Regions from separate parts of the Mus musculus genome. Here region 1 is linked to region 2. Evidence: chromatin contacts called from public promoter capture Hi-C data. All regions are on one chromosome and are shown on one strand. The core of a region is the stretch at or near the end of the contact, and the rest is flanking DNA. Distances in the headings are between cores, read along the strand shown. Region 1 holds the start of Gphb5 (glycoprotein hormone beta 5). Region 2 overlaps Prkch (protein kinase C, eta).

Region 1 (4,251 bases), core at 129-2,628, 1.7 Mb before region 2:
TATAGCTGTCTCCTGAGAGGTTCTGCCAGATCCTGACCAAAACAGATGTGATGCTTTCAGCCAACCATCGGACTGAGCACAGGGACCCCAAAGGAGGAGTTAGGGGAAGGATTGAAGGGGCCTTATCTGGCATCAATGGGAGGGGAGGACCTTGGTCCTGTGAAGGATTGATGCCTAGTGTAGAGGAATGCTAGGGTGGTGAGGTGGGAGTGGGTGGGTGGGTGGGGGAGCACCCTCATAGAAGCATGGTAAGAAGGGGATGGGATAGGGGGTTTGCTGAGGGGAAACTGGGAAAGGAAATAACATTTGAAATGTAAATAAAGAAAATGTCCAATTAAAAAAGAAAAGAAAAATAATCTTTCTGTGTAGAAAATGGACATACTTTAATTTCTTTATTTTGTGTCACCGGTCATTTAATATGCATCTCGAACCTCTCTGGGTATGTCGTGATTTGCTGTGAAATGTAAACTCCCGAGGGCACAGATGTCTGCTTCATTTACTTTTTAGAACACCCAGAAGAAGGGCTACAGACAAGTAGCTTTCTAATCCGTTTCCATGCTGTTATTGTAGAATAGAATATAAACTATGCCACTGGTCAGAAGAAGGACTGTGCTGTTTTAGGTTCAGCAGGACCAGAAATATAAGACATTTTCATGAAAGCATCATTGAATGTCTTTCGATGCAGCACATATAGATAAATATTGGTTTACTTTAATTTTAAAAGCATAATACTAGCTGACTTTCTTGAACAAAAACCTGACTCATGTAAAAAAAATAATCCCTAAAAGTATATAGAAAAAATTTTAAAGTCGTCTTTAATTCCCATATATGAAGCTAATTATTTCCAATATCTCTGCATTTGCCTGAGTGATTCATTTAAAGATTTTGTTAATGTTACTAGTCAAATGATTTTTAAGACTTTCAAAGTTTTTTTTTTTTTTTTTTTGTCTGTCAGTAGGTATGCCATGTTGTTTCCAGGTAAGAATTATTGTCTTGCTGTTTTTCAGTGTAGTAAGTATAAGGAAGAGACTTGCCAGAAGCTGCCAGTGGCTTACTGTCTCAAAGGCAGGCCATGGTTACTATGAGGGAAACTCTGATCTATTTGTCCCTGGGCGCTTCTTCTCAAGAACCAGGTGAACTAACTACCTCTGACTGTCTCCCCGGGATTATGTCACCCCCACCAAGGCAACTTTCTGTTTCATTCGGTGATGTCAAGAAACAAAACACCACCCTTGAAGTGAATCAGTTTTGGAAAATAGAGACTGGCTTCATACTCCGGGGCTTTGATGTGCTCAGTAGTTCCTGTAAGGATCTGCCTCTCTTCTGTTTTGATTGACAATACCTTCCCTATATATTTGAATAATCAGGCAGCCTGATAACAGAAAGGAGAGACACTTACCCAGAGTGAACTTTCTCCACTCATTGCAACTTTTGAAAGCCTGGGGTACAAGTGTCAGCTCTCCAAGAAGAGTTGATTCCAGCAAGGTCAGGTAAGTGTCTCTCCATCACTCACGTCCTTCCTCCTGAGCAGAAGCCCATGGTGTCTGTATGACAGCATCCCATACCAGTAGGAACTGAAGGTACAGCTTTGGAAATATAGCTCTCCTTGAGTGGCACTGACTTGGAACATGATACACATGTGACGTCCATGTGTGTTCTGTGCAGTGGGCAAGCATCGTGTGCTACTAACCAGAAAGGATCAAGAACAGACTTCATAGGAGGATGTAATGCTCTTTCCATTGTTTGCTTTTAAACTGAGCCACAGCTTGAGATTTCGCATAACGCAGGGCAGAGGTAATCTATGGGGCATAGAAAACATTTTATGAGTGGCTACCACACCAGGCACCAGGTTTTATAATGCCTCCTGTATGGTAGGTTGGGTTAGCCACAACACACCCAGGACACGCCATTATTAGTACTTATCTTCCTCTCCCATTCATTGCCCATTTATGACACTGAAAGCACATATATGTGCTAAGCTCTAACGTGACACCTGCATACGCTGGACCTGGTAAAAAGAAGGGATGTGTGCTATTTCAGGCTCTACATTTCTTTTGGTGTGCCTCTTATTTTTCATCGGGATAAATTCCTTTTATGTATAAATCAGCTCCAGGAGTTCACCAAGGGAAAGCCTGAGACTGCTTTGAGGGTAGGGTATCTAGAGAGAACTATTGACTATCCACTAGTTAGGGAGCTCTTGGAGTTGGACAATTCCTGGGCTCATTTTTTTTCCTGTAGTGCTAAGAGCAAGGCCTCTTTGAGAGGGGCCACCACAGTGGTGGGCAGCACCACCGTGAGCAGTTGGTTATGTTCAACTTTGTTTCCTTTTCTTCCTGGGAAATAGCATGAAGTTGGTATACCTTGTCCTTGGTGCAGTGGCCCTCCTTCTCCTGGGTGGCCCTGACTCTGTCCTCAGCAGCTCCAGTGGGAACCTGCACACTTTTGTGGGCTGTGCTGTGAGGGAATTCACTTTCATGGCCAAGAAGCCAGGCTGCAGGGGACTTCGGATCACCACAGATGCCTGCTGGGGCCGCTGCGAGACCTGGGAGGTGAGTAGTCCAAGGGGCTTGGGTGGCAGTGTCCTCGGGGACAGGGCCTTGATTTCAAGCTCACAGTTTCACGATGGAGGGGAAGCTGGCATACCTGCCCTGCCCTCTGGGCTCTAAAAAGCTGATCACACAATTATTTGGCTTCTTCCATATGGTCTGAAAACCATGATGATGGTTTTTTCCAGAGGACTGTTGAGGTTGGTAATGTAATTTCCATGGTTCTGTTTGGGAGCCATCCCTAGGAGGGTGGGTGCTACTATTTACCCATTGTAGAGATCACAGGAAAGGAGTCGAGAGGGAATGGCTTCGAAGTCAGAGAGAGTCAGTGCAAAGTTGGAAATGAATTCTTGGTCCAAACCTGTGACCACATCTCCTTCCTGTATTTTCTCAGCTGTGAGGAAGTCAGGCAGTTACCCAGAAGAACCCGGAAGCTGCATGCTGAGAGAGGCGTAGTCCCAGGCTCTGCCACGACTGTTTTCCCTTTGTCCCAGTCCAGTGTGAGATCTGGTCTGTCCCTTTATACCCAGTTCTGTCTGGACTTTCATTTTTAGAGTGGGTGCATACATCTCAAAGCTGGCTTAACTAGAAAGTGTTCGTGGTGTCCAGCTGAGCTGACTCTTGCTGAAAATGGTGACGTCTCAGTGACCTGAGCTTCAAAGATGGCAGATTTAGCAAAATTAAAGCCAAAAGAACCTCCCCACACCGAAATCAACCAACCAACTCAAAACACCATTAACCCCCTTCCACCTCAGACCCTCCCCACAATCTGAAGTGAAGTGAAATTAAAAAAAAAAAAGTTAGGGGACTCAGATAAATTTGAATTCAGATCAATAACACAATTTTTTTGGCCTAAGCCCACCCCAAATATTGCATGAGACAGATTTATAAAATAAAAAAATTGAAATACAAAGTTAATTGAGTACGCAATTTTTCTAGAATCCCAGAATGCTGAGAGTCAGAAGACAGAATGGAGAGAGAAACGGAACTTCTCCTCCCGGCCCTTGAGAAGGACAGGTCTCTGTTTTTATAATATTGAAGCTGGATTTCATCTTGAGCTGGCTTGCCTGTCATCTATAGGTGTACACACACACACATGTGTATGTGTGTGTGCCTATGCACATATGTACTTATGTATGTATATATGTATATCTCTTGATTCTATGTACCTGCGTGCATTATCTATATACGTGTATGCCTGTGCATACATCTAAGCACGTAGCTATGTATAGATGTATGTATCATCTATCTGATTTCCCTACTTAACATTATTATTATTTTTTGGATTGGAACAAAGGGACTGTTCCCTGAATGATTATTGTTATTGATTCGTTACTACATCCTTATACTTGCGCTCATAAGAGCCATTGACTACTTGTATTGAGCCCTGACCTTTCGCCAGGGCTTGTGCACTGCACACATCACCTCATCTAGCTCCATGACAATGCTAGCAAAGGTTTTTTTTTTTTTTTATTCCTTATAGAAGAGGGAACAAGGGCTTGGAAGAGTTAAGAGCTTCCCCTAGGTCTCCAGCAGCAGTAAAGCAGGCAGGCATAGTGGGGCTGACTGCAGACTCTGGGTCTCTCTCTACTGATCTCTACGTTCTCTAACAGAATCATCTTTGAAGTCAAGGTTTATAAAAGGCAAAGGGAGGAAGTGAACTAACCCTCCAGTCATTAGAGCAGAATATTCAGGAAGCTCCCTG
Region 2 (3,833 bases), core at 864-3,363:
ACATCACAAATGGCAATTGACAGGGCTTGGTATGTAACCTCTCTGGGTCCACATGGCACCCTCTCACTGCTACCGATGAAGTAGCTGAGGTGTGTACCATGAGCAGGTTCGATGAGAGAGGAAAGCAAAGCCATTGCTTTTCTATGAACCTGACGCATCTTTGAGTCTAAACACCTGATTTTATTACAAGCCACGCAAGGCTGATGTGTTAGAAGTGAAAAAGTTTGTGCTCATGCTTTCAAACGCTGAAGGCTGTTGCCCAGTCAGGCAGCTTAGGTGGGAGACGTAAGCACACTCAGGGGGATGGAGGAGGGAACTTATCATAAGGAAAGGCAAAATAAGTTCTTAAAGACAGATACCCCCTCCTTTTCTCTTTTCTTCCTCTCCTTCCCTTCCTTCTTTGCCATTAAATGATGGAAGAGCTTTTGCTGGGAACGGAACTTTCATTGGAGATGTCTGAAGCAGAAATGGATGGGAGGCAAGGCTTGCATCCTATGGTTGGTGTCAATATTAAAGTCCATAACCTTCACCTTTCTTCCTACACTTGTCATTGGCATTCTGGAAGAAAGGAGCTGGCACTGTGAACCTGAGTATATATCCTCAGCTGCAAATGCTATTTTCTCTATGCAAATGCTGTTTTCTCTTTGGGTGAGACCTTTATTTTATCAAGAAAGAAAGAAAGAAAGAGAGAGAGAGAGAGAGCAGGAGATAGAGATAAAGAGAGAGAGGGAGGGAGAGAGAGGAAGGAAGGAAGGAAGAAAGAAAGAAAAAAGAAAGAAAGAAAGAAAGAAAGAAAGGAAGGAAGGAAGGAAGGAAGGAAGGAAGGAAGGAAGAAAGAGAAAGAAAGAGCAAGTACTCTGATACAGCAAAATTCCCAACCTTGTGGCTGAAGGAATGGCCCCCGAGGTAACGCCTTGCCTGGCTGGTTACAACTGACTGGCCTACCAGGATTTTCGGAGAACAATCCCCAGAGGCACAGTGCACTCTGTTTCATTTTTCTGTTATCAAAATCCAGTACAATCAGTGCCCCGTGTCCTTCCTGTCCCCACCACAGGGCAGGAACTGTGCTCGATCTGCAGCAGAATGTTGGCTGTGCCCCCAGCCTGCGATGGCCATCAGAACCCAGCAGCCTCTGCATGCACGCTGCTGATCCCTCGGGGTGGCCAGCACTCTGCCTGGCCTGTGTTTCATATACACAGCTTTTCCTGAACCCCAGACCACCTTGGGAACTTCACTCAGGCCATGTGTAGGGTGGGACAAATATAGGTCAGAGGTGTCTCAGGTGGAACCCCAAGTCATGTGTTTGTACTTACGCGTACTATCCATGTTGGCCAATGCTCCAGGAGCCAGGGTCAAACATGGTGACCCCTGAGGCAGACTCTACCACTCCCGGGTAACTTTCTTATATTTTTATTAGATTTTTTTCATTCAACATATTTGATCATATTCTTCTCCTCCCCCAACTCTTCTCAGCCACCTCCCCATCTCCCTACCCACTCACTTTTAGGTTCTTTATCTTTCAAGTGTGCAAGAAAAAGGAGGCTCCCTGCTGCTGCTATCCCAAGTCACACAAACGTTTCTGTTTGGGTGTCATCCTTAAGAGTGGCTACTGTAAAGAAGACAGTGTTTGAGGAGGCTTTTCTGTCAGTACTCTCCTTGATTGTGTGTGTGTGTGTGTGTGTGTGTGTGTGTGTGTGTAAAATCTTTGGTATCCAAACCACAGCTAACAATCAACTGCAAAAAAAAAAAAAAAAAAAAAAAAAAAAAATCAGATCTCTGGTAGCTGGCAAAGAATGTGTACAGGAGACGATTCCTGCTTCCTTCAGGATTTTCCCATCTTAGAAAGTGCTTCTGAGTGGGGAGGCTGGTTTAGGAAAGTCACCCAGAGTCCGCACTCTCACGCCCCGGAACCTTTGATAGGTTTATTTTCCTAGGTGGAGAGCTGGAGGGGGAGATTAAAGAGACCTGTGGTGTGAAAAATCCAGCTGGAAACAACAAGAGGGAGACAGGAAGTCGTTCACACAACTTCCTGCAAATACAATCCAAGAAGCCCTGTTCTCAGGAAATGAACGTTCTATGAAGAAGAAGGAAGATCCCGCCAGAAGCTGCCATGAGAGGCTGCAGACAGATCATTTCCTCCTTTAGAAACTCCAGTCCTGAAGAAGGGCTTGTCTGTCGGCACGCTAACCACCTCTCTTTTGGGGCAGCCATTTTTAGGATGTTCTGTTCCCCTTAACAGTATATGAAAACTCACCCTGGTGGCCTGGGACTGGAGTCCCTGTAAGCTGTTAGCCCCACCTTCCCTCCTTCTCCTCTCCTGGCTGATCTCCTTTTAGCCACCCCCTTGAGCTGTCCAACCTCCATCAAGAGAGGCGTGGGAAAGGGAGATGGTAACTGTCCCTGCGCCCCAGACAGCTTCCTGTCCACAGACAGGGCCTCAGTCATGGCTGGGGAGGGCACCAGAATTCACAGTGGTTCTCTTTGTAGCAGGGGCCTGCAGGGATTCAGCACACAAAGCACGGGTGGTGAAATCTGATCATTTTCAGCGACAGATAAACCCACATGTGTACATACGCTGTCATTTCTACAAAGCTCGGGAACAAAAGCTCTTGATAAGCTCCTGCCGATGCCAAGACTATAATGCTTCCAGAACTGGCAAGAGGTGACTCAGGAGAAGCTAAGTCCTTTCAGCACTTAGCTAACACCTGTGTGAGCTCAGCGGCAAGATGCTGACCTCATCGGAGTTAGTTAGCATGCAGCCAGGAGATCCCTCACAGCTGCTGACTCTGTACCTCTGAGCTGGGCAACCTCCCTTCTAAGTTCTGGGGCTCCTTGAGGACATCCTCCAGCCTTCCTTTGTGGAGGTAAATAAGCAAATCGCAGGTACACCTTCAAAGTTCAATGCAAACTATGCGTTTTTCCATATACATCATGATTATTGGCATTTTAGCACAGATCAGAGCAAGCGTAAGTAACGCGGTGACCATGGAAGACAATATTTGTTTCAAAAGCAAGGACAAACTTCAACAACAGCAGCACTCTGGAAAGCCTCTATCTGGTTTGGTTTGTTTTGTTTTTATAAAAATGAGTATTGTTGGACATCTCCTGTTAACTTTGTAAGCTACCATCAGTTTTAATAATCTATTTGTTGAGGGAGGAGGTGGAAGAAGATGTTAGGGGTATGCATGTGTATTTAACAGATATGTTTTTAATTTATTACATTTACTTGTGTGTGTGTGTGTGTGTGTGTGTGTGTGTGTCTGTCTGTCTCACAATCTGACTATCAGACTATAGAAACAATGCACTCCCAAAGAAATGGGAATTTCCCCAGCAATCTCATGCTGGGAGAAAGAAAGGGCACCAGCCAGAGCAGGGTTGTAATTGCTTGTCAGACCACCTTAGAGAATGAAGCCAGTACAGTGGTGGGTCAGTGGTCCGCAGGACCATACCTTGAGCTGGGACTATTTAGAGGTTCTTGACCCTCTAAATAGTTTGAGGGTTATGATAGGAAACCAGTCACAGAAACAGAACAGGACCTAAGACTCTAAGGCTAGAGTGCACTCACATCCTTCTAACACATGACATCCTTGGTCAGCCTCACTATTCTTCTACAAACCAGAGATCTAGAGAAACGTGCTCTTAAGGATTTTCATCCCTGAACTTCTGTGTTTATTTCTCAACAGGATCACTCTATGAAGCCCTGGCTAGCCTAGAACTCATATAAATCAGCCTGGCCTTGACCTTACAGTGGTCCTCCTGCCTCTGCCTCCAGAATGCTAGGATGCTAGGATTACAGGTATGGACACCATTCCCAGCCTTCCTGATTATTATTT

Evidence for each region. Promoter capture Hi-C pulls out the DNA fragments that hold promoters and counts their contacts.
Region 1: a contact with region 2 is called in a promoter capture Hi-C map of liver, with 3 times the contacts expected there. The contact joins the promoter of Gphb5 here to the enhancer-like site in region 2. A contact is called at or near these places in 5 of 39 promoter capture datasets (embryonic stem cells, hippocampal neurons, liver and 1 more) and 1 of 115 datasets of contacts at active chromatin or transcription factors (microglia).

Annotation. Positions count from the first base shown.
Region 1 is chr12:75,413,908-75,418,158 of GRCm38.p6, reverse strand. It overlaps Gphb5 (glycoprotein hormone beta 5), which reads left to right and starts at 1,378. Exons shown (of 3, transcript NM_175644.3): 1 at 1,378-1,490; 2 at 2,345-2,549. The coding sequence starts at 2,346. Gm34613 (a long non-coding RNA gene) reads right to left here and starts at 2,068. Exons shown (of 4, transcript XR_381695.3): 1 at 1,400-2,068.
Region 2 is chr12:73,763,596-73,767,428 of GRCm38.p6, reverse strand. The region is part of intron 12 of Prkch (protein kinase C, eta); the gene reads right to left. Among named protein-coding and RNA genes, the nearest start is that of Gm34189, 17 kb to the left of the region's middle. Within about 2 kb of position 2,113, at least 35 of the 459 cell types and tissues checked have an H3K27ac peak or open chromatin away from gene starts, as enhancers often do. A contact at or near this core is called in liver and microglia, where this site is marked.